2 separate regions of the Mus musculus genome follow, and region 2 is linked to region 1. A link is a contact called in public HiChIP or PLAC-seq data. All regions are on one chromosome and are shown on one strand. The core of a region is the stretch at or near the end of the contact, and the rest is flanking DNA. Distances in the headings are between cores, read along the strand shown. Region 1 holds the start of Ppargc1a (peroxisome proliferative activated receptor, gamma, coactivator 1 alpha). Region 2 has its middle 230 kb from the start of Ppargc1a.

What was found. HiChIP or PLAC-seq counts read pairs in DNA pulled down with a chosen protein or histone mark.
Region 2: an H3K27ac HiChIP or PLAC-seq map of neural progenitor cells shows a contact between it and region 1, with 5 times the contacts expected there. The contact joins the enhancer-like site here to the promoter of Ppargc1a in region 1. A contact is called at or near these places in 2 of 484 Hi-C or Micro-C datasets (cerebral cortex and nephron progenitors) and 5 of 115 datasets of contacts at active chromatin or transcription factors (PVALB interneurons, astrocytes, neural progenitor cells and 1 more).

The regions. Positions count from the first base shown.
Region 1 is chr5:51,552,475-51,556,916 of GRCm38.p6, forward strand. Ppargc1a (peroxisome proliferative activated receptor, gamma, coactivator 1 alpha) reads right to left here and starts at 1,447. Exons shown (of 13, transcript NM_008904.2): 1 at 1,261-1,447. The coding sequence starts at 1,308.
Region 2 is chr5:51,782,491-51,786,871 of GRCm38.p6, forward strand. It overlaps a transcript of Ppargc1a not described here. Among named protein-coding and RNA genes, the nearest start is that of Ppargc1a, 230 kb to the left of the region's middle. Within about 2 kb of position 1,256, at least 20 of the 459 cell types and tissues checked have an H3K27ac peak or open chromatin away from gene starts, as enhancers often do. A contact at or near this core is called in cerebral cortex and neural progenitor cells, where this site is marked.

The DNA of each region.
Region 1 (4,442 bases), core at 197-2,696:
GCCAAAGCCTAGGGAAAGCAAACGGAGCCAACATCTGCAGACCCAGCAAAGAGTTAAGGACCCAGGGCACGCCTGGCTAGATAGGAAAAATGCATTCGCAGGCGGCCTCGCCAAATCATTTTCACTTTAGATGTGTATCACTGCACCACACGGACATCTTATTTAATCAAATCACGTGTGGCACTTGACCCTCCCCCTTACCCTACGTGCCCCCGCTACCGGGAGGAAGCACCATTGTTAGTTAGCAGCTCCGATCCTCCGCGCAATTCAATTCGGGTCCATCTCACCAGAGTCCACAAAAGTTTCACTTGTTTTCCAACTTGCTCAAACTTTCCCCGAGAACATTCCATTGTACTGAATGCAAACACGCTGAAGTCCTCTGGCCCCAGCTAGACTCCAGAGATTACGGGGAAACTGCTTGTGTTTTTTCCTCCCCTGTATGAATTGTAGCCAGCAGAGACTGTGGAATTGATGTATTGCGGTCTATTTTTACACAAGCAGTGAGCTGCTCCACACACGGTCTGCATAAACTCCATTCTCTCCCGGCTTCAGGCAGCTCTCCGTGGTAGAGAGATTTAACCGTTCGGTTTCTCGCCACAGAAGCAAACAGAAAGCTTTGGTCTCTTAAGGCTGGGATTTTTTTTTTTTTTTTTAACTCGCTAGCCAACCCTTTCAGCCGCACACAAGTGTTTTAAAGGAAACAGCACTGTCGTTTTGTGTTCTGTGGGAAAAGCAACCTAACTCAGACCCAGCAGGAATATTTAGGGTCTTGTAAATTCTCTGTTTAATGAACAGAGAGAGGAGGGCGGAAAAGATAAATCCTGACGAGAGTCAAAACGGACTCTCTTTTTAACACAATTCATTTTAATGTTTATCTTCATTTTCTTATAAATAGAAATGGCATTTTTCCAAGCAGGCCACTGAACACTGGAAAGACTTCAGCTCCTGATTCATATCAATATCTTAGAGCATAAATATTGCATATGAGTAGAAACAGAGCCAAAGGCACATGGAAAGAGTTTCTAACTGCTACAGATACTGATGACAGCAGCTAAGCTTTGATTTGCTCAAGGCATCTCCGAGCCACCTTAAAATAGCAAACTTATTGGAGTTAAGATAAGATGGAGATTTCCCCCTCCAAAAGCTCCCGCTGAGCCACTTTCTATGTCCCCTCCTCTCCCCTAGCCCATCCCCCCCCCCCTCCAGGAATCATTGCATCTGAGAGAAGCTCCGGTCCTGCAATACTCAGCCCCAGCTCACCTCTATGTCACTCCATACAGAGTCTTGGCTGCACATGTCCCAAGCCATCCAGCTCCCGAATGACGCCAGTCAAGCTTTTTCAACTCCAATCCACTCTGACACACAGCACACACTCATGCAGGCAACCAGCCCCTTACTGAGAGTGAACTGAAGGCACCTGTCTTACTACAGTCCCCAGTCACATGACAAAGCTATTAAAAAGTAGGCTGGGCTGTCACTCACCCAGCCTCCCTTCTCCTGTGCAAGCTTGCTGCACAAACTCCTGACGTCACTCCAAGGCAGCCCTCTGCCTCAGTGAAGTAACGCTTAGAGAGAGAGGAAAAAAAAAATAGAAGAAAGAAAAGGAAACACTTGGCCTTTGGGAGGCTTCAAGCATCACACTGTGACTGAAGCCAGCTTTGAATGCCACCAACTCTAAACCGGAGCCCTGCTCACATAATAACTCAAATCTCCTGCAATCTTTTTTTTTTAAATTTATTTTCCATCCAAAACAGGCAAATAGCAAAGATCCCCTGTTACTGACACAGTAACTACACCCTTGCCTAAAATGTGTGTGCTTTAAGAAATGGTTTCCAAGTAGCCCCAGACTCAGCTTGGAACTGAAGCAAGCGCTCCTCATGTGATACATTTTCATGAGATTCTTTTTTTTCCCTCCCTATTAGAGGAGTGTTTGAAGGCAACACCCCCGATTTTCTTTCTCTCTCTCCTTTCTTTCCTTCCTTCCTTCCTTCCTTTCTTCCTTTCTTCCTTCCTTCCTTCCTTTCTTTCTTTCTTTCTTTGTTTCTTTCTTTCTTTCTTTCTTTCTTTCTTTCTTTCTTTCTTTCTTTCTTTCTTTCCATGTTTAGTCAACAAAACCGCCACATTTGTTTAGGTCTAAACAAATTTCTCTACCCCAAATCAGCTGTCTCCTTGGCAGTAGAGAATGCAGTCTCCTAAACTGTTACTGCAGTTTGCCTTGCTCCTTGTAAAGCAAGCAAGCCACAACACCCTAGACTCTTGGGTTCCCCCTCATGATTCTTTCCGTGGATCTCATAGGCTCCCAGAAAACAAATGCTAGAAAATACAATTGCTGCTGCCATCCCTGAAACAGCTTAGCTACTCACCTGCCCCCACCCCTTATTTCTTTTCTCATATGTAGCACAGTCTTCCTCATGGCTTCAGGGTGCCTTTTTGAATAAACATTGGACTCCAACCCTAGTGCCTTGGGCTGTACAGTTTGTTTTTGAAATCAAGAATGTCCAGGGAATGAAGGAAAAACACTGAAATGGTATCAGCAGAGATACTCATTTCTTGAGCTTTGCTTACTAATACTTTTTTGTCGTTCCTGAGTCAATGAGGGGTAATGCAGGTGCCACTGTTTTTCCTGTGACATTACAGACAGAGGACATAACCAACTCTCAGCACTTTCCATAACACTTGGGTGCTCAGACTTAACCCTTCCAGGCCCAGTGAGAAATGCACAGGGGACCTTTGAAAACATATTTTCACAATACCTCAAACCCCACAGACTCAAAAACCAGCTCATTTCCTTTACTTGACAGTAATTTAGAAGAAGAAAAAAGTCCCTATGCATCTAAATATAATTTATAAAGCACCATTCATTTAAACTCCTATTCCACTGAGGTTAATTTAATGTGCTCTTTATTTTCTCTCCCCTTAGAAGGAAAACATTGGTGACTTCTCTCAGTCTGACTTTATATAGTCAGTTACTAATACAGTAAAGTGAAAGAAAGAAATGCAGCGAGCGTGCACACACACACACACACACACACACACACACACACACACACACACACACAAAGCCCACAAGCTTGCTGTTTGCTTCAGACCCCGTATAAGGGGTCTGTTTGCTTGGATGTCCACAACTAGTAGACAGGGAATATGGTAATGAAATCGACAGTTTGTCAATAAGTGAACAGAACAAGATGGCCAACAGCTTTGACATTCTAAATTAGGTGAATATACTTCACTGCTACAACTGTCCTCTTCCAAACATCAGAAAGGTATTATTCATTTAATTTTCTAATTCAGAGAGAGAGAGAGACAACCCTGGGATCATTTTCTACATGCAATTAGTAGCCTTACTCTGTACTCCCACAAAGAAACACTAATTTTTCTTGCCAATTAGATTTTTACTTAATGTAAAACTTCAGTAAACTATTAAAATTCAGGACAAAGGTCATGGGCTCTACTTTCCACACAGTCAACTGTGAAATAATGCTGGCCACTTAGCTATAAAGAGTCGATGTTTATTCATCATTATCAAGCAATCCTGGCATCCTGATGGTAACTGATACTTTGGTTTCTCTTTGTCATCCATTAGGCATCCACCATACTTTTTCAAACCTCATGCACACCTCTTCTTACAGATGGTTGCTTGCACTAGATAACTCTGCATTATTGTTTTGATATCTTAACTTGCTCACACTGAATTGTGGCAGGATTTTCTTTTTCTTTGCTTTGAAAAGATAATTTCTTTCTTTCTTTCTTTCTTTCTTTCTTTTTTTGCCACCTAATTCTACTTTAAAAAAAGAAAAGAAAAGAAAAGAAAAGAAACTAACCCAGCACATCCATGAAGCTAATGATCTGCTTAAAACAGCCACTCTGTCCTCTACCTTCATAAAAAGGGGTATGTGAAGCTAGAGAGAGCACAGGGCTGATGAACACAGACACGCTGCCCTCTTCCCCTTGTGTTTCTGCTGCTATAGAAGTCCATTTTAAACTGATTTGTAGAGTGAATGAGAATACCTTCTACTTGTTTCTTGGGCCTCAAAATTACAACTCTAACAAGAAGGATATTTTAGAAGTCTTATCATTTGCTTAATTAACTCTTCAAATTAAAAGTCCTCTTCTGTCCAGCTTTTTGCTCTTCTCAAGAGAATTTAAATTGTTAGTTGCTCACCAACCTTGGATTTTTCTGTCTCCCCAGGCAGTTTCTATATTTAATTTTCTCTCTGTCTTGACTCCTGTTGCTCTCTCTCTCTCTCTCTCTCTCTCTCTCTCTCTCTCTCTCTCTCTGTGTGTGTGTGTGTGTGTGTGTGTGGTGTGTGTCTGTGTGTGTGTGTGTGTGTGTGTGTGTGTGCAGCCTGCCTCTCACTTCTTCCAACTTTGTATAGAGGATTCCCAAATGTTTGCTTTCAGCAAACTAATGTCTACAGAAACTCTACAGTGTGTTCGGCCAC
Region 2 (4,381 bases), core at 6-2,505, 230 kb after region 1:
TTAAAGAGACCCGAGAGAGACGGATCTTCTTTTTCACCATGGAAGAACACAGCAAGAAGGCACAGCAAGAAGAAATGACTGTGCTCTGGGTGTCTCCATCTCCAGAAGATAAGAGATACTTTTTTTTTGGCTGCTCCCAGACTTTGGTATTCCATTCTAGCCACCTGAGTGAACTATATAGCAAAGCCAGGGTCAAACTAGGTCATCGGGCTCTTCTGTGCTCAGCTTCCCTGCAACAACACACATGAAGGAATTGAGCACACAGGTCACCATTCTGGTATACTCTGCCTTATTCCCAAAGAGCAGGGGACTATGTTCCTGGCCAGAGGACTGCAGAAGTCAGCATTATATCACTAGGACCCCAGTGTATCTGAAATGCCAGGGCTTCCAGTCACATGCCAATAGTCAGTCCCTGTGGGATTTGCTGTGACCAAGAAAATCCTGCCCAGAAAAAAACAAGGACCTCTAGATTGGAGGGAAACTTCTTCCCTCTAGTGCTGTTTCTCCAACAAGTTAGGATAGTAGCCAAGCCCGCCCTCAGGAGCTGGTGGGCAGTGACAGGTCTCAGAATGAGCCTTATCTGGACACAGCCATGGGGAAAATGGAATCTGTAGGAAACACTGAGTGTGGACAAGCACCACTGAGTGAGAGATGCGGACGATACTAGTTCAACCCCAGCAGCTACGCTGCCAGGACAGTCACCTGTGCCCTCTGCTCCTTCCGAACAGCCCGGAATGACACAAGAGAAGAGTACACCACAGCCTCATCCACAGCTATATATTTTAAATAGCATCTCCTCTCCACAGCCCTGCGTGGGAGGGGACCATATGGTCCTACATCCATTATACTCCTGAGTTTAGGTCTGAAACATCATATTTTCATTACAAATAAGCTTTGATGACACCACCTATTGCAATGACTGCAACGCATGGTTAATTTTATCTGTGGCAGCGGTGAGAGCGGCATACCAATTTACTGCCAGTGAGAACAATCTCATTTTAGCATCTTAACCCTGAACTCAAGTTCCCTTTGTTCCTGAGAACTTTGTTTTAGCAAGACTCCAATACAGTGTGCCTGGGAAGAGCGTGTATCTGACGCTGACTCAAAGACGTGGAACAGTCATGAGAAAAGAGAGGAAGGGCAGGGGTTAGGGAGAGTAGCAAGATCGCTGCAAGTCTGGGCTCCCTGTGGCACTGTGCTTAGGACTTGAGTTTCAACCAGCATAGCAAGTCCTCACAATTTGGCTGGCTGTCCGGCAAGGGCAGACCTATTTGTGAGGTTCTTCTGTTCTGTCTGACTTCAAGCCAAGTCAGGAAGCAACAAGAAAGGCCTCCCTCCTAGAGCACTTTGTTCTGGGCCAGGAAGTTTAGAGAAAAACCAAAGTATTGGAATAATTTCATGGATGGGTTGGGTGGGGAGGAAGGTGTTCCAAGATGTTCTAGCTTCTTAGCCCACACAGGGACTGAGACAGCCAGAGAGAAGCAGATAGCCACACTTACATGCTTCCATCCAGGTAAAGTTTAGTTTCTTGTGTGGAAAACTTTTCTGCAGCTACTTGCTTGCACTATATTCCAGGGTCTGTCTCTCCCCTTCTGTACTCTGAACTCATGATGCCTTTATTCTCACTTTTAGGACTTAGGTTTAAAAATGGTACAGTGTAGTTCACATTTAGCAGAAAGATTTTTTTTGAAAGGACGTTTATGAATCTGTGTCCAAACACAACAAAGGAGGGAAAAGAAATGGAGATAATCACATCGAGCCTCAGCAAGACAAATATATGTTTTCTCTCATTTTTAGGCACGAGGTGTTAGCGGTAAAAGTTTCCGGTGCATGCTAGTAGCTAACCGGTCTGCTGAGGAAGGGGAAGCTATTGGGAAAAGAAGGGAAGATCAGGAAAGGAGGGCAGAGTCAGGGGACAAAGGGTAATATACTCAAAGTACATTATGCACACTCGCATGAAAATGGCATTACACAGCTCTAAATAAAAATAAGTTAATTAAAGAGCGAGAGGATACAGCATGAGTCCTTGCTTATCACTATTTTCAACACTAGCTTACACCCTGCTACACTGAATCTTAATCCAATCACTCAATAAATGTGCCTGGACTTCGTACCACAAGATGCTGGGAAAGAAAAGACTTGAGAGTGTGGTTCCTGTGCCTAAGCAACTCGGAACTAGCCTGTGACCTAACTGTACAATGTGGCAATCTTAAAAGGTATGCTCTGCTGTTCAGATGCATCACAAGTCTGAAGAGGAAAAAGATCTGATTCTCAATGCAGACTTAGACAAGACTTCAAGAAGGCAGTTAAATGGGAAGGAGCCAGTCCTAATAGATTAGAGAATTAACCAGATGGAAGCCACCAGAAAGAACAGCCCTTCCAAAAGCCCAGAGCTAAATACTACTCAGCTGGAATTTGAGAAACCAGTACAAGAAGAACTCAGGATAATATATCATGAAATAATGTGAATTCAGATAGAGCTAAGAATATAATCTAGCTCTCTGACCTGTCTCAACTTTCAAATGGAAAGGGCTAATATCTTTGGTAAATGTGTGTGTGTGTGTGTGTGTGTGTGTGTGTGTGCGTGTATGTGCGTATGTGTGTGTGTGTGTGTGTGTGTGTGTGTGTGTGTGTGTGTGTGTGTGTGTGTGTGTGTGTTTTCCTGGGTATGCATAGAAGCACAAGTGTGCTCATTCGTATGCATACAAAATTAGCACATGCAGAGGACAGAGATAATGGTGGTGGTTTCATATAAGACACACATTCCCCCTGTTCTGATTGCTCCACAGTGGGCCAACAAAACAGGTGATAACCATCTGGAGACTGCAAGAATTGATTGTTCTACTCACTCTGAAAGTTGCAGCTATCCAGAAGGACTCCTCTCAACTAGTAACCAAGGTGGACATGTACTACCTGATGGTACCAAGCTACAAATGTGACTAGATGCTTCTAATTTGTGCACCAAAATCTATGAAGCCCAAGTAATTACCTCATCAAGGGTCTTTCCAGTCATCTTACGCACCAAAGTTCGTGTTCCCTCCCACCTTACTCTCCATGTTTGACTCTTGGGCAGCCATACCTCACATTACATAAGATTTTCACAGTAATTGAGTCAAGGTGATAGCAGTACAGAATGATGTGGATAGCATATACCATGGTAAAAGATATGCACAGAAAGAAAGCCTCACTATGAAGAACTGTGTATCCATAATAAAGAGATGGGACATCTTCGTGAGATGCAATGGAGAGATGTATGACATCACCCATGAGTCAGAGTCAAGGCTGGACACCGATGCAACTTGTTTGGCCTGGGAAATACTTTCATGTCCTGCTTTGACCTGAGTCTCTCTGTCTTCCCTCATGTATGGTAAGAATAGCATTGCTCTGTCGGGATTGGTTTGAAGCATTTTCTCCAGGTCTCCATAGGGTCAGCCACAATTAGATGCTTGTGTTTGTGAAGCCTGATACGTGTAGAAATACAAGTTTGCTTAAAGAAAGGGGGGGGGGGGGGAAGCTCCATCAGAATCCACTTTGCATGTTAAAAAGTTTACTGGAGCATGGTATTGAAGAAGGAGGGGCTGATCAGATGGATGGGAAGAGATTAGAGGCAGGAGAATATGCCAGATGTTAGAATAACCATCCGAATTGCACATGCAGAACTCAAGGAAAAAACATCAGAAATGGCTATGGGTAGATGCCTCCTTTAAACTCCAAAGTCTATCTGGATGCTCTCTCTCTCTCTCTCTCTCTCTCTCTCTCTCCACTCGAACCTGTAACCCCATAATCTAAATGCAAATGTTGAGGTGCCATAGCTGCCTCATGGTTTGACAATACTAGTGGGAAACACAATAAATACTGAGGCAAATACACCAGTCAGAAGTAAAGTAAATTAATAGTGCAGCTTAGCTGGGCTCACAAATGAATCACTCCAAAAGCAATTTTGTCCTGTTGCAAAATGAGATAAACACCTACTTGCCGGTTATTTTAGGAATAACACAAATCAACCCATCTGTCTTAATTCAGTGGCACTCATCATACATTTTTAAAGTTATCACTTCCTGAAGAGTCATCCTCTTGATGCCAGCAGACACTTTATGTTGACAGTATACGGCATGACCCACAATTCAGGTGTCATTCCAGAGCAGCCTGGCAAACCCTGAACTACTACATGTCTGAGCTGAAAGTGACTTGTTCTTCAGACAGTGGGGGAGGAAGAATCTGAGGTTGCTGGCCAGATACAGTTTTCAAATGACATTGGCAAAGGAGCTGAAGGTAGAAGCGACTTTTGAAAGAAGGATATGTAAATGTTAGCACAGAGAACAATTTACTGCAAACCAAATGACTAATCAATATCTGATCGTGGGACAGACTGTCCAGCATG